Linked DNA regions of Mus musculus: region 2 is linked to region 1. A link is a contact called in public Hi-C data. All regions are on one chromosome and are shown on one strand. Each heading gives the region's core, a stretch centred on a gene start, on an enhancer-like site or on the middle of the called end of the contact. The rest is flanking DNA. Distances are from core to core; before and after follow the strand shown. Region 1 overlaps Mbtd1 (mbt domain containing 1). Region 2 overlaps Spag9 (sperm associated antigen 9).

What was found. Hi-C and Micro-C count contacts between places; a contact is called where the count stands out from the background.
Region 2: a Hi-C map of bone marrow-derived macrophages shows a contact between it and region 1, with 26 read pairs. The contact joins two enhancer-like sites. A contact is called at or near these places in 14 of 39 promoter capture datasets (the 3T3-L1 cell line, the C10 cell line, the HPC-7 cell line and 10 more), 2 of 484 Hi-C or Micro-C datasets (B cells and bone marrow-derived macrophages), 6 of 115 datasets of contacts at active chromatin or transcription factors (the 230-238 cell line, astrocytes, bone marrow-derived macrophages and 3 more) and 3 of 9 other capture datasets (adipose tissue, liver and pancreatic islet).

Annotation. Positions count from the first base shown.
Region 1 is chr11:93,938,596-93,944,273 of GRCm38.p6, forward strand. It overlaps Mbtd1 (mbt domain containing 1), which reads left to right. Exons shown (of 16, transcript NM_134012.4): 16 at 5,180-5,678. The coding sequence ends at 5,298. Among named protein-coding and RNA genes, the nearest start is that of Nme2, 15 kb to the right of the region's middle. Within about 2 kb of position 2,531, at least 80 of the 459 cell types and tissues checked have an H3K27ac peak or open chromatin away from gene starts, as enhancers often do. A contact at or near this core is called in bone marrow-derived macrophages, where this site is marked.
Region 2 is chr11:94,115,435-94,121,112 of GRCm38.p6, forward strand. Spag9 (sperm associated antigen 9) reads left to right here. Exons shown (of 29, transcript NM_027569.3): 28 at 1,296-1,445. Among named protein-coding and RNA genes, the nearest start is that of B230206L02Rik, 15 kb to the right of the region's middle. Within about 2 kb of position 3,402, at least 30 of the 459 cell types and tissues checked have an H3K27ac peak or open chromatin away from gene starts, as enhancers often do. A contact at or near this core is called in bone marrow-derived macrophages, where this site is marked.

The DNA.
Region 1 (5,678 bases), core at 1,281-3,780:
AATCAGCCTGGACAGGGGGCTGGACAGATGGTTCAGCGGTTAAGAGCACTGACTGCTCTTCTAGAGGTCCTAAGTCCAGCAACCACATGATGACTCACAAGCACCTTTATGGGATCTGATTCCCTCTTCAGCTGTGTCTGAGGACAGCGACAGTGTACTCGTATACATAAAAATAAATTAATCTTTTTTAAAAAATCAGCTACCTGAAACCCTCTCCTAATATCTGAGCTTAAGAACTTTGTAAGCAATACATACTGAGCTTTGGGTTTTAGAAGTGCGTTTCTGGGTCAGAATTACAAATGCTGTAGTGCACTGCTCAGCTTAGGGGGCACGCTGTAGAATGGTGAAATGTGCCATTCGTTAATACATTGAAGCTATTTTTGTTTGACTTCTCCCACTGAAGGGCCATAATTAGGCTTCTATAGCCAGGGAAATGCTGTCTTTATTAAAAGTCATGTTCATAAATGTTCTCTTGAGATTGGTGTATAGATCACTATAGCACTTGCCAAGTGTGCATAAGAGCCTGCTGGTCCCTGGCACTACTACAAAAAAATTAAAAAATAAAATTAAAAATTAAAAAAAAGACTTTTCACCCAATATTTAAGGTGAGTTTTCTTGAAGGACAGCAACCATTTCTCTACCCTAACTACTCTCTAGTTTACTTTACCTCATTCTTTTTAAACTTGAGCGTCAAGACCAGAATTATCAGGCCTGAGAGACTTGAGCAACCTCCCCTCTTCCTGCCCCATAGCATGTTCGTATGCTGTGCATGCATGGGTGCGCACACACACATATTTGCAGAAGTTAAGCCTTGCACAGTCAGTTCTTTGCAGCGTCCTATACAACCTAGCCTCCCTAGTAATACAATGCACTTTCTTAGCACACACGTAAGTCAAAGCTCACTTCAGTCTGACTTGATGTTTAGAGAGGAAGATGCCAGTTGGGAAGAAGCCTGTCAGTTTGTCGAGCCTGCCCATGACAGGCGGGGTGCGGAGGAGCTTCTCTGGGGACGAAGAGTTGACTCCTCCTCCATATCGAACCCTGCCAGCACAGACAGCCCTGGAGGCCTTCCCACCTCCCAGCACTAGCCGAGAGTTCAGGCCCAGCCTCAAAACAGGTAACTAGTCACAGCAGCATCACAGGTACTATAGAGTATGGGTCAGGTGCTGGGCAGGGTGGTGGGAGACAAAGCATGGGCTGGCGGGACAGGGGCCCACTCATCCAAATCCTCCTTTTTCTTTTTCTTTTTTTTTTTTTAACTAAAAATATCCATTTCCACTGGTTCTCGGCAGCCATTTCACTAAGATGAGCCATCAGGGAAGAATTGAGTTGATATGGAGCATCAGTGAAAGCCATCATTTTAGTTTTTTGGAATTATGAGGCAACTTCCAATATTTGATGCTTTGGTTAGAATGGTTGAACATACTACATTGTAGATGTCTATGGACTTGACTTGAGGGAGAGAGAGAGAGAGAGATGCTGATAATTAGACCTAAAAGTGAGACTTTGTTCATAACATTCCATAGTGGGTCATTCATGGAAAACGTGTATTGAGTTCAAATAATTTTTATTTTAGTGGTAGCATTTACCATAAACTAAGCTTGAACATCATCACAGATTTAAAAATACATTACTTACCGATCATGGTATTAAATTTATTTCCATAATTCCATGTTTCAATATGCATGGTGATTACCTGACATTTCTTGGTGTTTAGTTGGTTAGGCAAGTGAAGGAAGACTGCTCAAAATTTTCCCTGTTGTAATTGCTAAAAACAAAGCTGACTTTAGATGAGAGTCCTGATCTTGTAGCTTCAAATCCAGAGTGCTGGTTTGATTAGCATGTATCCTACCACAGTTTAATGATTGTTTTTCAACTGACTTGTTCTAGATGTCAGCATTTCCTAAATGACTTTGTAGTTTAAAAACTTAAGTGGAATTTAGGACTTTGTTGTTTCCTGCTACTGTTTACCAGGATGTTTGTACCTGACATTATCAGCTCCCCCCCCCCCCTTTTTTTTTAACTTCTTACCTCTCACAGCTCTGATAATGTGTGCAGTCATCTTACCTCTCACAGCTCTGATAATGTGTGCAGTCATCTTGAGCTTTCCATCAGGCCGTGTTTCTGATGACCATACATCAAGGGAAAGTTCCATGTTTCATTTTCCATGAAAGGCAGATTAGGATTACAAATCCCAAATTTCATCTGCTGTGTTCAGGCATGGTGGTGAGACCCATTCACCCCAGCAGGAAGATTGGGAATTCAAGCTGTCTCCTGAGAGACTGACTGAACAAAGCCAACAGTGTTAGCTACTCTTTAATGATCAACCTCTAAGGACTAAGAGCATTCCAGGTCATTGTTAAGTTTTCTCTTTTTAATACACACTGTTTATGAAATAGTACTTTACCTGAATATGAATATCCTTACTTTGTTAGAGGTTCTGATTCATGTCAAACTTAGCTAGACTTGTGAGAAGACGGCAAACCTCATGACTTCCAACTTCCTCATTCCTCTAGTGCCTGTCATGTCTTCTTGCTCTGGGGTGTGTCTTGTGGGCCGTGGTATGATCTGCTTAGTGAAGCTCTGTGGGAACTGCACTGCTGCCTTCATGCCTGAAAGCCACTGTTAGACTGGTTGTTTGGCAAATTTATTATTGTTGATTTTATACCTGCAAAGATGTCACTTTCATTTGCTTCTCTTGAGACATTTTCATGATTAGTGTCACTTAGGTGGTTGATTTTAAAAGCAGAGCCTAGAAAGTACATTGGTGTAGAATGTGACATTGAGCTGCTTGATCTATTGCATTCATCCGTCACTGTTCGAGAATAAAGGCTAGGAAAGGGGGATGATAGCAGACAGGCTTTATTTTAGTAAGTTTACATTAAAACGTTCCATACCTGCGTGAATGTTTCACCTTTTTCTTGAGTGATTTTTCAGTACATCATTTTCATATTTTAACATGACTCTTCTCAAGATACTTGTTTTGAGTACAAATGGATACAGCTTTAGGATGTGTTTCAGAACCTTGGTTATCTTCCTTACATAAAAACATCCTTTTGAGTGAAACATCTTTGATCTTGAAGCATGGTACTTCCCATTCATTTAGCCATCTAATCATCATAGAACAAGATAACATTCAACCTTTTATTGTGGGTACTGCACCTTTAATGAAATGTGGGTTTTGTTTCCATGTTTATCCTTGTGATAAGTGCTAAAATGTCCCTAATATTTACTGCATCTTGGTTAGATCTGAAGGATAGCTATATGCATATTTGCCACTGTTTGTTAGGCAAAGGAAGAACTATACAGTTGCATGTGCTTTGCCTTTCAACAGTATGTTCTTTCTTCTGCTCTTACTATACATAGTATATTCACTTTTTTGTCTATGGGCTATTGAGTTTTTCAACATAAATGCCAAAACAGGAACCAAAGTAAGATGAATTGTCATCTCTCAAAAGATTATTCATTAAAATTTGTAAATAAGGTGTCAAGTGTTAGCTGAATATTCAGTAGTCAAGTCTTTTTGAGTTCAAGGCTAGCTTAGTCTATCTAAATAACAAGTTCCAGACCAGCCAGAGCTACAAAGTGAGACCCCCATCTCAAAAATACAGATAAATAGGTAAAAATGAAAAAGATATCCTACTGCTGGGTTTTCTGGGTATTTGTTAATCTTGTTATGTAGTATATAATCTACACTGGCTTCAAATTCAAGATCCTCTTACTTCAGCCTCTAAAATACTGGGACTATAGGTATGACCTAACATGCTTGTACTGGGAGATGAGCCAGTAATTTTTGAGGAAATCTTCATAACTGAAATCAGTGTACAGAGGCTGGAAGTGTAGCCCACCAGTGGAGTGCTAACCTAGCATAGGCAAAACTAAATTCAGTCTCCAATACCATAAAAAAATAAATAATAATGCTGGCCATGATTTCCCACTCTATAATCCTAGCACTTGTAAGGCTAGACTGGAAGATGAAAATTTTGCCAGTTTTGGGAAGCCTGGCAAAGCCCCTGTCTTAGACTTTAAAAGTGGTGCTGGGAGTGAGAGCTCATGGGGTAGGACATTTGCCTAGTGTGCCTAAGGCCTAGGGTCCAATTCTAGCGCAAGGAGTGAGGGGCAAAGGAAAAGAGGGAAATAAGGTGATTATTTCAGGAGTTTGGGATATAATTAGTTTTATATTTCATATGCAGTCCTTCTTCATGCAAATTATATAGTCTAAAACAGTCATCCAAATGTATGTTTCAAAGCCCCACCTTAAGCCGGACATGGTGGTGCACTCCTTTAATCCCAGCACTCGGGAGGCAGAGGCAGGCAGATTTCTGAGTTTGAGGCCAGCCAGGGCTACACTGAGAAACCCTGTCTGGAAAAAACAAACAAAACAAAAAAAAAAAAAAAAAAAAAAAAACCAAATCAAAGCCCCACCTTGGACCTTGGATGTCTCAAACCATAAGATAGTACTAAACTACATTTTGTGTGTGTGTGTGTGTGTGTGTGTGTGTATACACATACATGCATACACACATATACATACATATATATGTATACACACACACCATGGAGGAGCTATATATTCACTACAATCCTGGCCCTCTGGATATACTCTGGAGTAGGAAGATCACAAATTCAAGGCCATGTTGGGCTAAATAGGCAGACTCTGTCATGTTGAGTATTATGCCTCAAAATGTACAAGAAATATGTTTGTTTCTATAGGCATTGACATAAAAGTGAATATTTAATCCCAAGAAAAATTCCAATTATTTTAGTGGAATTGATGAACACTGTCACTTGAGCTTTCCATTGGAGATCATCCACTCTGCAGTATGCAGCTTTGTTCCTTTTCTTAGCATTCCTCAATGAACAATATACTTGAAATTAGGATTGAGGGGTGTAGCCCAGCGGTAGAATATGTGCCTAACATATGCAAGGCCCTAGAACCATACACACCAACAGAGTGACAACCATTGTTGTCTGTCTTACAGTGCTGGGCTCCATCACCTCACATGTGCTAGGCAAGCATTCTGCCCTTGACTTGCACCTAGCCTTCCATGGTTTCCTCTTTATAGGTACTGAAGAAATGACGGAGTCTTAGCTGTAAAGTTGATAGACCATGAAGATGAACCCCAGTGCGTTCCAGAAGACTTGGTAACAGCCGTGCGTTTCTGTCTGTCTCATACAGTGACCACGTCACAGCTGAAGGAGGAGCTGCTGGACGGGGAGGACTATAGCTTCCTCCATGGAGCATCTGACCAGGAAAGCAATGGCTCTGCCACCGTCTACATCAAACAAGAGCCATGAGGCGACTCGGAAACCATGGGCAGGCGGGGCTGTTTACAGGACTGATTTGGAATCAGCCAGCTGTATAGCGGGCTATTCTACTGGGACATTTTGCTAAACACAGAAAAAAGTTCAGTTCCAGATTTTTCAGGTGGGGGGGAAACTATTTTGGTGGGGGGGCAATTTTTCAATTTATAAAGACGGACAATTTTTGTGTTGTATTTGAAGCTTTTGAAAGAATTTTGTAATATTTTCCAAGTTTGGATTTATGTGCATTGTTAACAAGAACTGAAATTATAACTTTTTTGGTAAGATAAAAGTTTAGGTAGCAGGATTGAAGGAAATGATTAAGAAGGATATAGTTGTAAATGCAAATGAACTGTCATTACAAATGAACCTTC
Region 2 (5,678 bases), core at 2,152-4,651, 180 kb after region 1:
TTTCACACCCCCCATCCACTTTCAATTCAAAATGTAAATTTATAGTGCATCACATCATAGGACAGTGTCCTGTTAGTCCCTAGAGGCTTGCAGTCTGTGAGATTTGACCAAAGGACAGCAGGTTCTGAAAAGGGAGAAAGTACCTCCAGTCAAAGCGTCTCTGTCCCTCTCTCTCGCATGCACACCACCCACCCTTCTGGGGATTGGACATTGTTCCTCACACAGGCTAGGCAAATGCTCTGCTTCTGAGCTACATGCCCAGCCCACAGTCAGAGCGCTCGAGAGGAAAGAGGAACGGTGGAGACTGTTCAATTGTTCATATTGTGAATAATATGTAAAAATTTCTCTCTTCTATGACATCTCATACTCAAAGATTCTATCTTAGAACTTGAACTTTAGAACAAATGACACATTTAGCAGCAAGTTTACTTGCATACTCTTTTTTTTTTTTAAGATTTATTTATTTATTATATGTAAGTACACTGTAGCTGTCTTCAGATACACCAGAAGAGGGTGTCAGATCTCATTACGGATGGTTGTGAGCCACCATGTGGTTGCTGGGACTTGAACACTGGACCTTTGCAAGAGCAGTCGGGTACTCTTACCCACTGAGCCATCACACCAGCCCCTACTTGCATACTCTTAAGTTAAAAGTAAGACATACTTTTCTTAGCTATGAAGAAAAGCTCATAAATTTGAAATATATTTAAAATATTATGATATTATTTACTTTTCTATTATTATAAAAACATGACCAAGGCAACTTAAAGACTTATAGAAGAGTTCCAGAGTATTGGAGTCCATTATAATCAGGACAGTGTAACAGCAGGAAGCTGAAAATTCCCATATCTCAGTGCTCCCACTGAGCTTTGAAGATTATCTATTCTTGTTTACTTTATAATTGGTGTTCCTAGTACCTTGATGTATACTTTGTGTGTGTGTGTGTGTGTGTGACAAGATTTCATTATGCATCTTTGGCCAGCCTCAAACTCATTACCTTGAGATAGCTTCATTACCTTCAACTCACAGAGATCCTCCTGCCTCTGCCTCCTGAGGCCTTAGATTAAAGGCAGTCAGAATGCTGTCTAGTTTAACTTTATTTTTGAATCAAGATTTCTGTAGCCTGCACTGCCTTGAACTCAGGACCATCCTCCTACACCCTTCCTAGTACTTGAATTGCAATCAGGAATCAACCATGTGATTTATTTAATTTTGAAAAGGTATTTAAAAAAATAGCATTCCCTAGCTGCATCTGTGATGAGTGATATTCACTGTTCTGTTTCTGTATAAAACAGGTCAGGTCATTAGCCCACAAAGTAGCAGTGGTGGGGCAGATCTTACAGCTGACAAGGCAGGGTCATCTGCACAGGAGCCCAGTAGCCAGACGCCCTTGAAGTCCATGCTTGTCATCAGTGGAGGAGAGGGCTACATTGACTTCCGGATGGGTAAGTCTTTGGTTCTGGGAGGTCACTCCAGGTGACGGAGACATCACACTTATGATGATGACTTAGGCATGCGTTCTCGTGGAATCGTTTACGTGGAGAAGGATTTTGCATGGTTTTCTGCCTACATGTATCTATGTATATGTTTCTTTCATACAAAAAATAATCATTTGAAAGAGCATTATAAACTGCAAATGGCCCGTGTTAAGGTTTGTGTGAAGAACTGAAGAATTGTAATTATATGGCCCTGAGCAAGCCATCCACCCTCGCAGAACCTTTTCCTCACCCACAAACTTAAGAAATAAAAATAATTCATAAAACTTGATGTCAAAAATATTTTATCTATTCACTTTCTCACCTTGTGCCTATCAGCCTTAAAATTAATATGTGGAAAAAAATCAGTCTCTCATTCCCTTTTAATAGGTTTGGTTTTTTTTTTAGATGAGGTCTAACATGCTGTCCTGGAACTGACTATGTGACCAGGCTGGCCTCAGATTCCCAGAGCTCTGCCTGCCTCTTCCTTCCAAGCACTCGGATTAACCACTTCCTTCCTTCCAGTAGGTTTTATAGAGCAGTGCAGAGCTGAGATTGTTAAAGGTTGCTACACTGCTGTAAATGTCGTGGTGGAGAGTTGATAGCTCTTCCCATGGTGGGAAGATAAGGTAGAGAAGAAACTTTAGATTACTGCCCTCTGATGCTGGACAAGAGTCGGCATCAGAGGGCAGTAATCTAAAGTCAGAGGCGGTAATCTAAAGTCAGAGGGCGGTAATCTAAAGTCAGAGGGCGGTAATCTAAAGTCAGAGGGCGGTAATCTAAAGTCAGAGGGCGGTAATCTAAAGTCAGAGGCCGGTAATCTAAAGTCAGAGGGCGGTAATCTAAAGTCAGAGGGCGGTAATCTAAAGTCAGAGGCCGGTAATCTAAAGTCAGAGGGCGGTAATCTAAAGTCAGAGGGCGGTAATCTAAAGTCAGAGGCCGGTAATCTAAAGTCAGAGGGCGGTAATCTAAAGTCAGAGGGCGGTAATCTAAAGTCAGAGGGCGGTAATCTAAAGTCAGAGGGTGGTAATCTAAAGTCAGAGGGTGGTAATCTAAAGTCAGAGGCCGGTAATCTAAAATCAGAGGCAGGTAATCTAAAGTCAGAGGGCAGTTATCTAAAGGCCTCATTAGGGAGCAAGCGGCTTAGTGGAGGGTTAGCACTTCCTGATTTAAAAAAAAAAGGCTCCTCTGAGGTGATTCTGTCTCTTTTGCTTGTTGTATAGGTTTGTTTGTATTTCAGTTTCAATGTTGGGTATTGTCATACATGTTAGACAAATATTTTACCACTGAGCATATCATATGTCCCCAGTTTGACTAAAGATTTTAAAAGATTAAAGCCATCTTAAAGAAAATCTTTTAAAAAGATAAAAGCTAAGAGTATATATACATTTCTTATCTAGAAAGGACCATGAGATGAGTTATGGGAGACCTTCATATACTGTATATACTTGTGTGTATTTAGACAGGAAGAAGGAAAAAAGAAATAGAAAGCATTTCCCCAAGTATCTTAGTTAGGGTTTCCATTGCTGTGACAAGACACCATGACCACAGCAACTGTTATAAAAGAAAACATTTAATTGGGGCTGGTTTACTGTTCAGAGGTTTAGTCCATTATCATGGTGGGAGCATGATGATGCACACACAGACTTCTGCTGCTGGAGAAGGAGCCAAGCGTTCTGATCAGTAGACAGCAGCTGATGGAGCTGGCTTAAGCATCTAATACCTTAAACAAGACCAGTAATGCCACTTTCTGTGAATCTATGTGGGGCATTCTCATTCAGAATACCACAAGTAAAGTTTGTGTTTATCTTTTAAGCAAAGGAGGATTGCAGAACTTGAAATGGAGGAGCAATGTGGTTAGGTTTGGGCAAGAGATGTGGAAATGAGTGAGGAAAAAGGATGTCTGAGTCAGCTGGTAATGGTGGAGACAGAGTAGTACAATGGGGAGTCCTTAGCTAGTAGAGAGTCATGTGTTCACTCAGAGCACTGTCTAAATGGGAGCAGCCAGAAAACAGGGAAGGGAAAAGAAGTACAAGTGTTTGCTTGCTAAAAAGAAACACACTAGTCTAAACACAGAAGTCTTAGTATATCAATGGCTTGTCAAACAGAAGCTATTAAATGCTTGTAGAGAGTACACTGAGGAAGTCTGTCACAGTAGAAAATGCAGGGTCCTATTGGTGGCAGTGCACCACATGTGGTCAGAAGAAACCAGAGCATGAAGGTTGAAGGCTTCTGTCTTACTTCTGGGAGACAGAAATATATTAATGTAAGGTTTAGAGATGGATGCCAGCAAGAACAGAAGAGTTTTAAAGCATTTTAAGTAATTAAAAACTGGCACAGGAATGTTTTATAGAAAGGAATTGTAGGGACTCTACTTAGCTAGGGTGATGGTTGCTTTTTCTTGGAGTGCAGTGTGGCAGTTGGAATCATACTAAAGAATATGCTAGTCGGCATCTCTGCAGTTTCCCACCTCCACCAAATATTTTCCATTGCAGAGTCTGCAAATAGCATAAAAATTGCTTAACCAAGTTTAACAGTATCTCTAGGAATTCAGCCTGGAAAATAGACTTGGTTTTTAAGCAGACGCTAATTTTAATAGTGAATATGTTGTTTTAAAAAAGAAAGCATGGTAGTAAATGTTTTTAAATCTCACCGCCCTGGGAGGCAGAGACAGATGGAGCCTGGTCTGAGTAGTGAGTTCCAGGACACCAGAGGTACAAAGTGAAACGCTCTCTCAAAAAAAAACAAAAACACCTTGAATTTCATCTTGTTCGTGTTCTTATTCACTTTCTGTAATGTTTTAGCAATAATGTATTCAGAAGTCCCATACTTGTAAGGGCGTGGCTTGAATTACAGGATATAGAGATCCTGGGAAACAAGATAGTAACACTCTTCAAAATAGCTTAACAGGCAAGCAACCAGCAACCTTTGTCTCTGCCGCATAGTCTTCACCACTGCAGCTTGCTGTTGTTGTTTTTTCAAATAAGGTCTCCGGTTGTGTGGCCCTGCTGGCTTGCAATTGACTCTCTAGACCAGGCTAGCCTAGAACCCACCGAAGTTTGCCCACCTTTGCCTGAGTGCCATGATTAAGGGTGTACTCTACAACATCATTGTATTTCTAAAATATAAGAGCCAAACTTGGAGCTAGAACTATGGCTTAGTGGTTAAGAACCCTAGATGTTCTTCCAGAGGACGCTGTTCTATCCCCAGTACACACTTAGAGGTTTATTCCAATTGTATGGGATGTTGATACCTTCTTCTGGCTTTCTTGGGCACTGCATATACATGGTTCATAGATATTCAGGCAAAAATACTCATATACATAAAATAAAAATAACTAAACCTTAAAAAACAAAAACAGCTGGGGGCTTGAGAGAAAACTCAGTGGTTAAGAGCACTGTCTGCTTTTGCAGGGGTCCTGAGTTCAACTCCCAGCAACTACATAGTGACTCACAACCATCTGTAATGGGATCTGCTGTCCTTTTCTGTCTGATGCAGGCATAGATGCAAATAGAGTGCTCATATACATAAATAAATAATTTTTTTAAAATGCAGCTGTGCGATGGTGGTATATACCTTTGATCCTAGGCAGAGACAAGCAGATCTGTATGAGTTCTAGGTTAGCCTGGTCTACAAAGTGAGTTCTAGAACAGCCAGGGCTGTTAAACAGAGAAACCTTGTCTTGAAAAACCAAAACCAACCAAACAAACAAACAAACAAAAAAAGAGCCAAACTTATTTTTTTCTTAAAGGTTTGGTTATATTTTAGTTGGAGGAACTTGACTTTTGACCTGAGCATGCTTACTCTGTATTTTGACATTAACATGAAAAAGCTTTGCATATGGGGGGTGGGAGAGGAAGATGTAGGGGAAAATGGTTTGCAGAGAAAAGTGCATATACTCTATTGCTTCTGTTCCTCTATTTTTAGTCAATGGTGTCATTTTCTTGTGCTAAACTCGAAATTCCAGTGCATCAGTAGAATATCTTTGTTTCTTAGTGTGCACATTTTTAGGATTCTGCTGAAGAATTCATCCCACTAAACAAGTTGTCAGCTAGATTGTACCAGAATAACCTTGCTCTGCCCAGCAGAGCTGACTGCTTCGAGCTTGTGGAGAGGAGCGGCAGTACCTGTCCAGTACTCATTGTCTCAGTTGGAGAATTTACCCCAGGTCACCAAGAATCAGCAGGATTTCTTGGGCTAGAG